4 separate regions of the Sus scrofa genome follow, and all the other regions are linked to region 3. Evidence: chromatin contacts called from public HiChIP or PLAC-seq and promoter capture Hi-C data. All regions are on one chromosome and are shown on one strand. Each heading gives the region's core, a stretch centred on a gene start, on an enhancer-like site or on the middle of the called end of the contact. The rest is flanking DNA. Distances are from core to core; before and after follow the strand shown.

Region 1 (2,700 bases), core at 45-2,544, 220 kb after region 3:
CCCCTTCTCTCCCATGAGCCAGCCTACAACTCTAGGCCCTGACCTGGTTAATGCCGGATTGGCCAAGGTGAATAAGCGTTGGTGGTATGATTAGCGTAGCTCCCTCCCAAGGTGTCAGTGTGACGACCGTGACATTCTTCCTTGATTAAAATAAATTACTAATTAAATGAAGTGTAAGGAGTCGGTCTTCGCTGCGGGGGGGGGTCCCTATATAAGTCCAGAGCCACTGGGGGCTGTGCCCCACGGAAAGAGAGGGACGATGGTCTCAGGCATCCTTGGGTCAAAGCCTAGATCTCTGTTAAAGGCCTTACATCTAGATATAGTTAACCTTGCACGCATGGCTTTCCACCGGGTTTTGTCCTTAAAATAGACTTTTAATTAAAAACACAAAGCCTCCAAGCGGTTTCTCAGATGCTGTCTCTCGGGCCTAAGTCCTAACTTCACCCAAATAAAACTTAACTCTAAAAAAAATATATATATATATAAATAATCAAATAAAAACAGGAAGCCTGCAGGATGCTTCTCGGATTCTTGTTCCCGGGGAACAAGCCATCAGCTGACAACTGGATGCTCCAGGTGCTCAAGGCAGGTGAGATTGCTGGATTGACCTGGATTTTATCTGGAATGGACTAGACAGAATGAAAAGAAAGAAATCAAGGGAGTTCCCCCATGTGGCTCAGCAATAACTCCGACTAGTATGCATGAGGATGCGGGTTGGATCTCTGGCCTTGCTCAGTGGGTCAAGGATCTGGCATTGCCATGAGTTATGAAGTAGGTCCCAGATGCCGCTCGGATCCCGCGTTGCTGTGGCGTAATCAGGCAGTTACAGCTCTGCCCCTAGCCTGGGAACTTCCATATGCCGCGGGTGCGGCCTTGAAAAAAAAAAAAGAAAAAAGGAAGGGAGGGAGGGAAAGAAAGGAAGAAAACCAGACGAGGAAGGGAGAGCCGCCTTAGTCTGCATTCCAAGCACCGCGAGAACGTAAAGGGATAAGCAAGGAAGCAGACGCAGGACACACAAGGCATCTGATCGCGAGGTCAAGGTCTCTGCCAAGCCAGTGTGGCAAGCTCTTCTGGTAACAAGCTCCTCGTGCAAGACAAGAAAACAGAAATTAGGGTGGGATCCTAGGAGGTGGGAGAGACGGTCTGGGAGCAGTTTTCTGCAGAAGACCAGGAAGGACATCACAGGAGGGAAGAGCTTGGTTTACAAATGAAGGGGCTGACACAGCCCCCATCAGCTGGATACCAAGCATGTAATTGAGCAAACAAGCTTCTCGCTAGTTAGATAGAAAAACGGATGGGGGAAGGGAAAGAAAAGAAATTCAAACGGGAAAAGGCGGACGCGCCCTCTCCTGGTCTCCTGAAGGATTCGACTCCTCTCTTGAGACCTCCTGCTCCAGGCCAGCTCTTCGTGCGTGGCCCTCCACACCCCCCTGAAGTTAACCCCCTACGCAGGGCTGGGAGGGCTAAAAGTCAGTACCTGCCCCAGACCCAATTCCTGAACGTTCCTCCTGCGATTGTTAGGGGTGCCTGGGGTAAGTTGACGCTACAGGCTCGCCTCCGCTATTTTAAACCGCATTAAGGAGAGATAAAATGAGTACTACAGAAGCTCTAAGCAGGGAAGGAATGGGGTGAGGAGGGGAGGGCATACGCAGCCGCTGGCTGTGCGGTGAAAAGGTCTAGGGTGGGGTAGTTTCTGGTACAGAAAGTGTGTCGAGGTGGTTTTCTCCTGACCCCCTTGGTCCTGAAAGCTTGAGCCCTCTCACCACTTCTTAACTATGTGACCTTGGACGTTACCTATCTTGCGGTGCCTCATTCTCTTTATCTGTAAAGTGGAGCCTATTACAGTCCAAAATTCCAAGAGCCTGAAAATCTAAAGCCTTTCTTAGTTCATTTGGTGGCAAAACCTGACCCAAACCGATGTAAAGTAAGTTGTATACAGTGTTAATTTCCATCACTTGGGATTATTTGTTTCCCTGAAGGCACCTTAATTAGTTTGTACGAAATCTGTTTCAGACCCTTTTGGGGAAGTGTATAAATTACATGCACCTTAATATCTTCCTAAAATCCAAAAAATTCTGCGTTCTGAAACAGCTTGCTCGGAAGACTTTAAATAAAGGATTTGGATATACAGAGCTTACTTCTTAACGTCATTGTGAGGATTAAGGGATAACACACGGAAGCACTCAGAACAATGCCTGATATGTCAGGTTAGTAGCTATTCTTACAGCAAGTGTTAAAGCCAGCTCTGCTTAGCTTAAAGAGTTGGGGTGGGGAGGAGGGTGGTGCCCCGTCCTCTCTGATGCTTCCATGACTAGATAGAATCTCAGCGCAGCTAAGAACACTGAAATTATAACATGCTTCCCCGCTGTTCACTGATGTGGTTTTGCGGTAGGTGAATGCAAAGCAGTGTGGGAGGCTATTTAGTGAGATGCTCATTGGTTTCATGCTTTCGGTGCCCCCTCTTGACATACCCCCTTTATTTGGAGAAATGGCTGATCCCCTTGTGTTTCCTATCGCCAAGTATATTTTGCAGGATTCTTGAAAGGCCAACCTTTCTTGTCTTTTGAGAAGGCTCATTCTCAGTAAATACATCATCTACTGCAGGTGTCCTGGCGGGAGAGGGCTGAGAGCCCAGGTGGGGTGAGAGATTTTCATAGCAGTTAGGAGGAAGGGTGCTTTCCCCTCCCCCATCCACAAGTG
Region 2 (2,700 bases), core at 15-2,514, 180 kb before region 3:
TTGATTTTCTCTACATGTTAATAGGACAGGCCTGACCTATGACCTCAGTAGACCAAATTGCACACAGACCATTCATATTGAGCCAGGAAGAAGGGTCAAGGAAAATGACCATTATTTTAAAACATTATTACAATGAAAAATTTTCTTCATAACTGTATCAAAAATATTTTCTTCAGCAAATAGAATTCATATCCCCTCTTGAACTGAAAATGCTAAGTTGTTAAAATCCCCCTAGGGATCTGCTTCTTAGTATGGCACCTTCAATGATTTCATCATAGCTTAAGCATAATAAAATCTCATTTTATGCTCCAAGGCATGAACGATCCTCAATGTTTCTCAATCAGTATAGTGTTCAGCCTTGCGGCTTCTGGAATAATATTTTTAGAGGCATTACGAGAAAGAAATAAGGGTCCCAGCCCAGGGAACAAAATCATACTCTTTATTTCTTTAGACACCTTCAAAACATCTTTGGGTGTTTGGTTCTAAGGCGGGGAGGGGGTATTAAATGGTAGAGAACCAAATTCGGTAGGTGACTAACCCTTGTTATCCCTTTAACTCTTTCTGCCACCTTTTAGAACTCACACACACACACAAAAAAATCTACACAAAATTTTGTTTGTCCTACACATGTTTTCTGGGCAAAGGCCCTGAGCTCTGCATATAATCTCTGAGGAGAGAGTGACCCAATAGGTTCAGAACCTCTTATTTAAGGGTTTGAACAGTCCTCTGTCTCATCTCCAAGCCAGGGATATATAAACAGCCTCCCCACTTGCTGCATATATACCACCTAACATAAGACCTCAGAAGGTGTACCAGGCTCTGCTTCCAGTATTTGGTGGGTTACTTGTTCCTTAATTTGATTTCCTGGTGCAGGTGCATTTATGCAGGTGGCCTCCCGCTTCCCCCTTCCTCCTAGTTGTCCCTCTTAAATAAGAGTGGATCCTGAGAAGCTGTCTCCCCCATTTGAATGAGACTCACGGTGGAACCTGTTACCACATTTATCAACATACCCTTTCCCCTCACTCTTCTGTACTCTTTTGAGGCCACCTGAATTTGTCACAGGGCTAGATGGGTCGTCCATCTCTTTTCTCTCTTTGTATTTGGTCTAGAGATGATCAGTTTGACGGCAGTACTTTTAGGCTTGTCAGATCACCTTTCTGTACTACCATTCCCAGGTGGTATAAAATTCTCTTCCATCCGCACAATGAAGTTGGTGTGAGGAAGCAATAGTGCGCTCTTCGCTCCCTAGAAAAGAATATTATATAAAACGAATACAAGCTTTGCGTTCCTGCCAATTATTCTGGAGTTCTTACACGAAATGGCAGAGCCCTCGGCACCTGCCTTGGCCATTTCTTCCCTCAGAGTCAGCAGAGCGATCCTGCACCCACTGACGTCGCACGGCTCACCCCTTCCGCCCTCCCAAGCCCCACATTCCAAGTTCTCTCCTTGACTCTAACTCCCGATCTTCTTGCAACCCTCCTGTACTGGGGTGGTAAAGAACTGAAGCTTACTCTTTTCCATACTCGGCTTCATCCGTAAATTCTAAAACCTCTCCTCCTTGCAGAGCGCAGATGGGTAAGTTTTTGGTTTGGTTCCCCACCCCCACCCCCAAACTTGCCTGAAACCAGGGAGTTTGGCCCTCCGACACCCTGAATCTCAAGGCGAGGAGTGAGCTGGCCACGAGGGTCTCAGACACCCAGGGCTATTGAGAACGAGATCCGCCCCGGGGAGCGGCGGGCACGCTCCGGGCAGGGAGCCGAGCCCCCGACAGCAGCGCCCCGACTCGCCGACCCCCCGCGCCGGGCACGGCCCGCCGTCCCCGGGGGTTGGCAGGGCGGCCAGCCGGGCCGAGGGCGCTGCGCCGCGGCCTCCGGCTTCTCCTCGGGGCGCCGCGAGGCCAGGCCGGTGGGTGGCGGCGGCCGCGCTCTGCCAGCAGGTGGCCCCGGGGTCCCGGCGGCGCCGCCTCCTCGCAGCGCCCCTCCTCCCGCGGGGGCGGTCAGCGCCCCGACCCGGCTAGCACCCCGCCGCCGCCGCCGCCCTCGGCCCGCCCGCCCGCCGGCCGCGTCCCCGGGGCCGCGCTCGCCGCCGCCACCGCCGCCGCCGCGTCCGGAGCTGCGCCCAGGCCGGCCCGCGGCGAGCGCCCAGGGCGCCGGCAGCTCCGGCCCGCCCTCCCCGCCCCCAACTCGCTCCCCAACGGAAAGTTCGGCTCCGGCGGCGTCTCGCCCAGCAGCCGGGGATGAGCCGGGCTCGGGGGGCGCGCTGAGCGGCGGCCAGGAGGGGGCAACTTCTCCCGGGAGAGCGCCTCCCACCCAGCCCCGCCGGCCGCAGCCCCCGGGCGGGCTCGAGTGGTTTTTCCCTCGCCTGTGCCTCCCCCCTGCGGATCCAAGAGACGGACCTTGGTCCCCGCGCTCCCGCTGCCGGGTGACAAGAGCCAGCGCCGCCGCCGCCGCCTCGGCCGCCGCTCCCTCCCTCCGCCCGGCCGGCCGCCCCCGGCCGCAGCCCCTGCCCTGCCTGCCCGCGGCACCATGGAGTTCTCGGAGAGGAAGAGGAGCAGGAAATCGCAGAGCTTCAAACTGGTGAGCCGAGGTAAGCGGCGGGCCGGGCCGAGCCGGCCCGGGCGGGGGGCGTGCGGGCGGCGGAGGGAGGATCTGGCGCCGCGTAAACAGCCCCCGGCCCCTCGCCCCTCGCCGCGGCCGCGCG
Region 3 (2,700 bases), core at 63-2,562:
TGCCCGAAACACGCATCGTCACCAAGGGCCCTTACACACCTCCGTTGAGCCACCTCCCACCAGCCCCCCCGGATCTTTCTTTCTAGTTGTGATTTTTTTTTGCCAAAAAATAAACAAACACACAATACCAAAACGCTACAGAACTGATTTTAAAAGGGAGGGGATAAGAGGAATTAAGATACCTGCAGCCTCCTTCCCCCACTCTGGAGGTCTGGGGTGTTGGCTGGGTTTGTGTATACATGCCTTTCCACAAGGCGATTCAGAGACAAATCTAGGTTTGTCAACCACAGGGTTGCCACTCTTACAAAAGCCCAAAGCATGACATTAAAGACTCCAGGCTATTCTGTTTTTTCCTAACTTACTATAGGGATACGCAGAAAGGACAGAGAAAGAGGAGCCTGCAGCAACCCGGTCACGACTGCATCCTCACCTAGATCAAAACCCTGGGGAACTGTTAAGCAGAAATTTCCAGAATGAAATGGGCATCTGCGTGTCCTGCCAACCTGACAACATAACCTAAAGCACTTCTGCCCCCACACAGATTTGGAAAATGATGAACACCCTCCAGAAAAGTTTGGTCGGCATTCCTCCCCACGCCTCGGTTTTAAGGGAAGCCCTAAAAGACGTCGTAGGAAAGCACCTTGCTTTATTTTATTCAGCATTGCACTAGAAAGTTGAAAATCTGAAAAAAGTAATTTCACAAGCTGAGGCGCTCCTGTGAGTGTGACTTCAAACACATCCACTATGAGGCTGCCATGTTTACTTGGACCTGCGGAGGGCAAACAATGTAACCGAGGAACCTGAAGCTGACTTCCTACCAAGCATATGAAACCTTCAAGAAACTTTGCAGGACGTGTGCGTGTTCACTAAGGCTCACGTTAATTCCCTCAGCCAGGGTGAACAATAGAAGGGAGACGATGGAAGTCGTTATTAACCAAGCGCGCCGTCTGAGTTTCCAAGTCCTTCATCGCAGCAGAGGGAGCCTTCCCTCTGCTCCTACTCTATTTGCAAGTTGTTTCCCAGATTACTGTCTGGCGTTGGAAAGCACTCGCGCGGGGAACAGGTACAGCGTCCGGCAGAACGCAGCGCGGTCGAGCCCGCCAGGTTTGGGGAAACATTCCCAGCCTTTCCAGCGGGTCAAGGAAAAGGAGGTGGCCCGGGCGCCAAAGGCTGCTGCCAATGCAACTCGCAACTTTTGAAATCAATCCTTTTTGCATCATGCAACGGATGCCACCGCTCCTCGGGTTTGCAACCCCCCACCCTTCCCCCGAGACCAATCATTGCCGCGCTCGGGCCTGCACATCGCCCCCGCCCCCTTCCCGGGCCGCACGCAGCCACCGAGCCGCTCAGGCCGCGGCTCACCGCCTCTTAAAGGGAGGGAGCCGGCCCTTAAAGGCCCCTCGCTCGCAGCGCACGGTGGAGCGCGGCGGCCCGGTTCCCGGCAGGGGCCCGCCGAGCCAGGCTGAGCCCCCGCGGCGCCCAGGCGCGGCCCAGGGTCCTCCCGCCCTCCGCCGCCTGGAGCGGCCTTTTTATTCAGGCGACGCTTAAGGGAGCCCGGCCGCGCCCGGTGCATTGTGGGAGCGGCGGAGTCCCGTTCGCGGGAGGAGGCGGAGGGCGCAAAGCGAACCGGTAAGCGCCTGGTTCAGGGAGGGGGGGCGAGACACCAAGCTTAAAGGGGAATATTCGTCCGCAGGCCCAGGGCGGCCGTGCGGATCCCCCCGCGGGCCGCCCGGGCGCCGCGGGAGCCGTGCACGGCCGGCGCTCTGCAGCGCTGCCTGGAGAGGGGCCGAGCCAGGGCTTGGTGGGGCCGCTTTAAAAAAGAAGCACCGCCCGCGCCGCCGCCGCCGCCGCGCGGGGCCGGGGAAGGAGGGAGGGAGGAGAGGGCGGGGGAGGAGTGGAGGGGGAGGGCGGCGGCGGCGACGCAGGGGTTAATTTTTTCGCCCGCCGACATTTTTGTGCTGCGGCGGCGGCGGCCCGCGCGCGCGGCGGGAGAGCCCAGCCCGGTCTCCCGGGCGCGGCGCGCGGCGCCTCCGGGCCCTCCCCACCCCCACCCCCACCCCCGCCCGCGGGGGCCGCCTGACCCCGGACGCCCCGACCTGGCCAGGCCGCGAGTCAGGGGACCCGCAGCGGCCGGTGGGCTGTGCGCGCCTCGCGCCCTCCCCGTGGCCTGGGCCGCACGGTTCCCGCCGCAGCCACCGGGACAGAGGGCGGGCGGGCATGGCCCCGCCGGCCGTCCCGCTCCGCCTCCGCCCGGCTGCGCCGCACAAAGAGCCCGGGCCCGGGTTGCCTTTAAAGGCGGCAGCCGGGGATTTAAGGTGTCCCCGCGTGCTGCACTCGGCGCTCCGGCAGCCGCCTCGACGCGTGCTTCCCCGAGGGCGCCTGGCCCCTTCGTCCACCTCGCCGCGTCCCCCCCATTGCTTATTTCCTGGGCTTAGGGACCTGGGGGGAGGTAGGTACCGGGCCGCGGCTGCCCCCTCTCCCGCCCCCACTTACCCCGGCTCTGCGACCCGCCTAGCGCCCTCGTTTGAAAAAACTTAAACGTGGCCGAGAAGGAAAGGGTTAACTGTCGTCTTTAAATATTCATGGCATTGTTTTAAAGGTGTAAACTGGCGACTTTGGGGTCCGGATCGTCTGCTTATTATGCAGAACCCCCCCCACCATTAATTACTCACTTCCCCAAGTCACCCCCTCTTCTCATCC
Region 4 (2,700 bases), core at 62-2,561, 240 kb before region 3:
TGGTTCCTAGTCGGATTCGTTAACCACTGAGCCACGACGGGAACTCCTGAATTACCCATTTTTAAAACCTCTCAGCTTTCACTTCTAACAGTAAATATTGATAAACCCACCAACAAAAGCCCTTTGGGACCCTCAATAATTCTGGATGAGTAGAAAGAGATCCTGACACCAAATGCTGTGATCCGTCCATGATGGAGGTTCAAGAAAGAAGTTCTACAATCAGGTAATTCTTTCTCCTCTTTACTAACTCGCGTCTTAACCTTCTCCTTTAGTGACGAGAGCTCGTCAATTAGCTTTTGTATATGCTGGGGGTGTGGGGGAACCTTTTTAAATTGGGTTTTACTGAGGTTAAAATCACACACAAACACCAGCCTTAAACACTCCAGACAAAATCAATTCAGTCAAAACTCAATTTAGCTTATCCCACAAGACTAATTTGACTTGAGCCATTTCTTGCTTAAGCCTCTGGAAATCATAAGCAAAACTTAAAACTGTTTCCCCAAAACGATATGAAGTAACCATTAGCCAATTCCCTATCATTTAACAAAATTCTAATATATGAGCACTGCGAAGAAAAAACAGTCACTGCCTCCCCATCATAGAAGCTGCTTTATAACAACCTACACCTGGGCCTCATTCCAGGTTTTGGGTGGCGAACTGATTTTTGGGATTGTTTGCTGGTGTGCGCACAGTCAACTTTTACTAATTACTACTTCGGTGATTCGCTTTACTTCGGTTATCTAAGAACTTCTGACACTAAAAGAAAGAAACCAAAGAATTCTAAGGAGTAATTCCGAATCGGCTCTTCCTTTACATTCCAGTTGGGCACAAATCCTTCGTAAAACGACAGAAGTGGAAATGGGACACGTCGCAAGAATACCTACATATGGGAATGGCTACAAGCAACAGTTGGGGGGAGAGGGGAGGGACTTCCAAAATCTCGGTTTTTCCTACAATTCCCACACTTCCATCCCAAAGGTTCTAGAGTGAGTACCGACGGCACAGTGGGTCTAGAGAGAGTCACTCCGAAGCAGTGGCGGGGCTCTGGCTAAGCCCCACCAGCAAGGACCCTTTCAGTACCGTAGCCCTCCCCCAACCCCTCCCCCACGCAAACTCTCAGCTCCTCCAGCGCCAACGCCCCATGACCCCAACTATCCTCACCACCAACAGGTTCCTGTCTTCCACCAACTGCCGCTTCCGGAGGATCTCGGACTTAAGAACGTCCATTTTTCTGCCCGGCTTTAAGCTCGAGTCGCCCCTCTGCGGCTCCTCGGACCAAACCTTTCCACCCAGCCAGCCGCCGCGCACCTACTACATGAAGTGAACCCAAACACCGAACGACAACAACTTACATGGCCACTTCCGGCGGAAGCTGAGTTGAGCGAGAGGAGGGGAAAGAGCGCTCCGGGTTACCTATTGTTGACGAAGCCATTGTGGATTAGCGCCCCTGGCGGCATCCTCCAACAGCACACTTGTAGTTTCCATTAGTAAAGATGCAATGAACGTGAACTGAAATGGAATACGAGTATTCTGAATCGATGCTGCATTTTTAAGTTAAATTATTATAACTATGTCAGTTATACTTCAATAAAAAAAGGAAGACATAACTATACTTGCATGTACCTACTAGCTCAGGTGCAAGAAACCTCTTAGTCGAACACTTCAATTACGTTAATTAAGGCCAGATCCTTAATTACAGAGGGAGTTCATAGCAGAGTTCCTGAAGTTACCTGCTTACCAAATTAATGTGCTAGAGTAAGAAAACCCTGAACAATATACCATCTCATAAGTATAGAGTAAAAGGTATTCATTGCTAGTCTGTGAATTTCCTGTAAACATAGGCTAGTCACTACATACATTGAGGTAAATTTGTCTCTCCTACCTGAGTTCTAGATTGCTTACATATTTTGGTGATAATTGAACATTTACCCCAACAAACTGAAATAATTTCTTTAGTTAATGTGTTCAGCAATCAAGATTTTCAGTGAGATGATTGGAGGTCTAATCAGAAATTCTTTTTTTTTTTTAAAGACCAATCCAAGAAGAACAATTAAAGTGGACCAAAATGTTATCAGAGATTTTAATTTTTAAAAGACCCTAACAACTGTTTACAATGCATTTTTTGTTTCTATGCCATTGAAGCTGTGTTTGTTTGTTTGTTTGTTTATTTATTTATTTATTTATTTATTCCTTTTTTGGCTGGAGCTGTGGCATATGGAAGTTCCTGATTCAAGCCCCATCTGCAACCTCTGCCACAGCCGAGGCAACACTGGGTCTTTAACCCACTGTGCCACAGCAGGAACTCTGAAGCTGTTTTTAAATTTCTGGTTAAGTCATAAATGAACAGTATATGGCATGTTGCTTTGTCCACACTAAAAGGGAAAGAAATACTATTCAGTCATTTGATAATGGGTGAGATGGTTTAACAAAATAAAAGAAAGAGAATTGTTTGTTTCAATTTACAGCTGACTTTTTTTTTTTAAATGCACAACCTGAGAGTTGTGAATTAAGTTTTATTTGGAGCAAAGTGAGGACCATAGCCCAGGAGGCAGCATTTCAGGGTGCTCTGAGACACTGCTCCAAAGAGGTAGGGGGGACGTCAGTAAATGGGACTTGGGTGAAAGGGGAGGTACATGCAACCAAACACACATTTTGCACAAGGCTGATGCTAGTCATGAGGAGCAGACAGCACCATGAAGG

What was found. Promoter capture Hi-C pulls out the DNA fragments that hold promoters and counts their contacts. HiChIP or PLAC-seq counts read pairs in DNA pulled down with a chosen protein or histone mark.
Region 1: a contact with region 3 is called in an H3K27ac HiChIP or PLAC-seq map of alveolar macrophages. The contact joins the promoter of LOC100736825 here to the promoter of SEPHS1 in region 3. A contact is called at or near these places in 1 of 5 promoter capture datasets (liver), 2 of 47 Hi-C or Micro-C datasets (heart right ventricle and skeletal muscle) and 1 of 2 datasets of contacts at active chromatin or transcription factors (alveolar macrophages).
Region 2: a contact with region 3 is called in an H3K27ac HiChIP or PLAC-seq map of alveolar macrophages. The contact joins the promoter of BEND7 here to the promoter of SEPHS1 in region 3. A contact is called at or near these places in 3 of 47 Hi-C or Micro-C datasets (embryonic fibroblasts, fibroblasts and skeletal muscle) and 2 of 2 datasets of contacts at active chromatin or transcription factors (alveolar macrophages and skeletal muscle).
Region 4: a contact with region 3 is called in a promoter capture Hi-C map of liver, with 4 times the contacts expected there. The contact joins the promoter of PRPF18 here to the promoter of SEPHS1 in region 3. A contact is called at or near these places in 1 of 5 promoter capture datasets (liver) and 1 of 2 datasets of contacts at active chromatin or transcription factors (alveolar macrophages).

The regions. Positions count from the first base shown.
Region 1 is chr10:48,583,040-48,585,739 of Sscrofa11.1, forward strand. It overlaps LOC100736825 (protein transport protein SEC31-like), which reads left to right and starts at 1,295. Exons shown (of 3, transcript XM_021064282.1): 1 at 1,295-1,532. The coding sequence starts at 1,295.
Region 2 is chr10:48,176,330-48,179,029 of Sscrofa11.1, forward strand. It overlaps BEND7 (BEN domain-containing protein 7), which reads left to right and starts at 1,265. Exons shown (of 8, transcript XM_021064855.1): 1 at 1,265-1,575; 2 at 2,388-2,586. The coding sequence starts at 2,526.
Region 3 is chr10:48,358,067-48,360,766 of Sscrofa11.1, forward strand. SEPHS1 (selenide, water dikinase 1) reads left to right here and starts at 1,313. Exons shown (of 9, transcript XM_021064859.1): 1 at 1,313-1,629.
Region 4 is chr10:48,120,869-48,123,568 of Sscrofa11.1, forward strand. It overlaps PRPF18 (PRP18 pre-mRNA processing factor 18 homolog (S. cerevisiae)), which reads right to left and starts at 1,312. Exons shown (of 10, transcript NM_001244859.1): 1 at 1,162-1,312. The coding sequence starts at 1,227.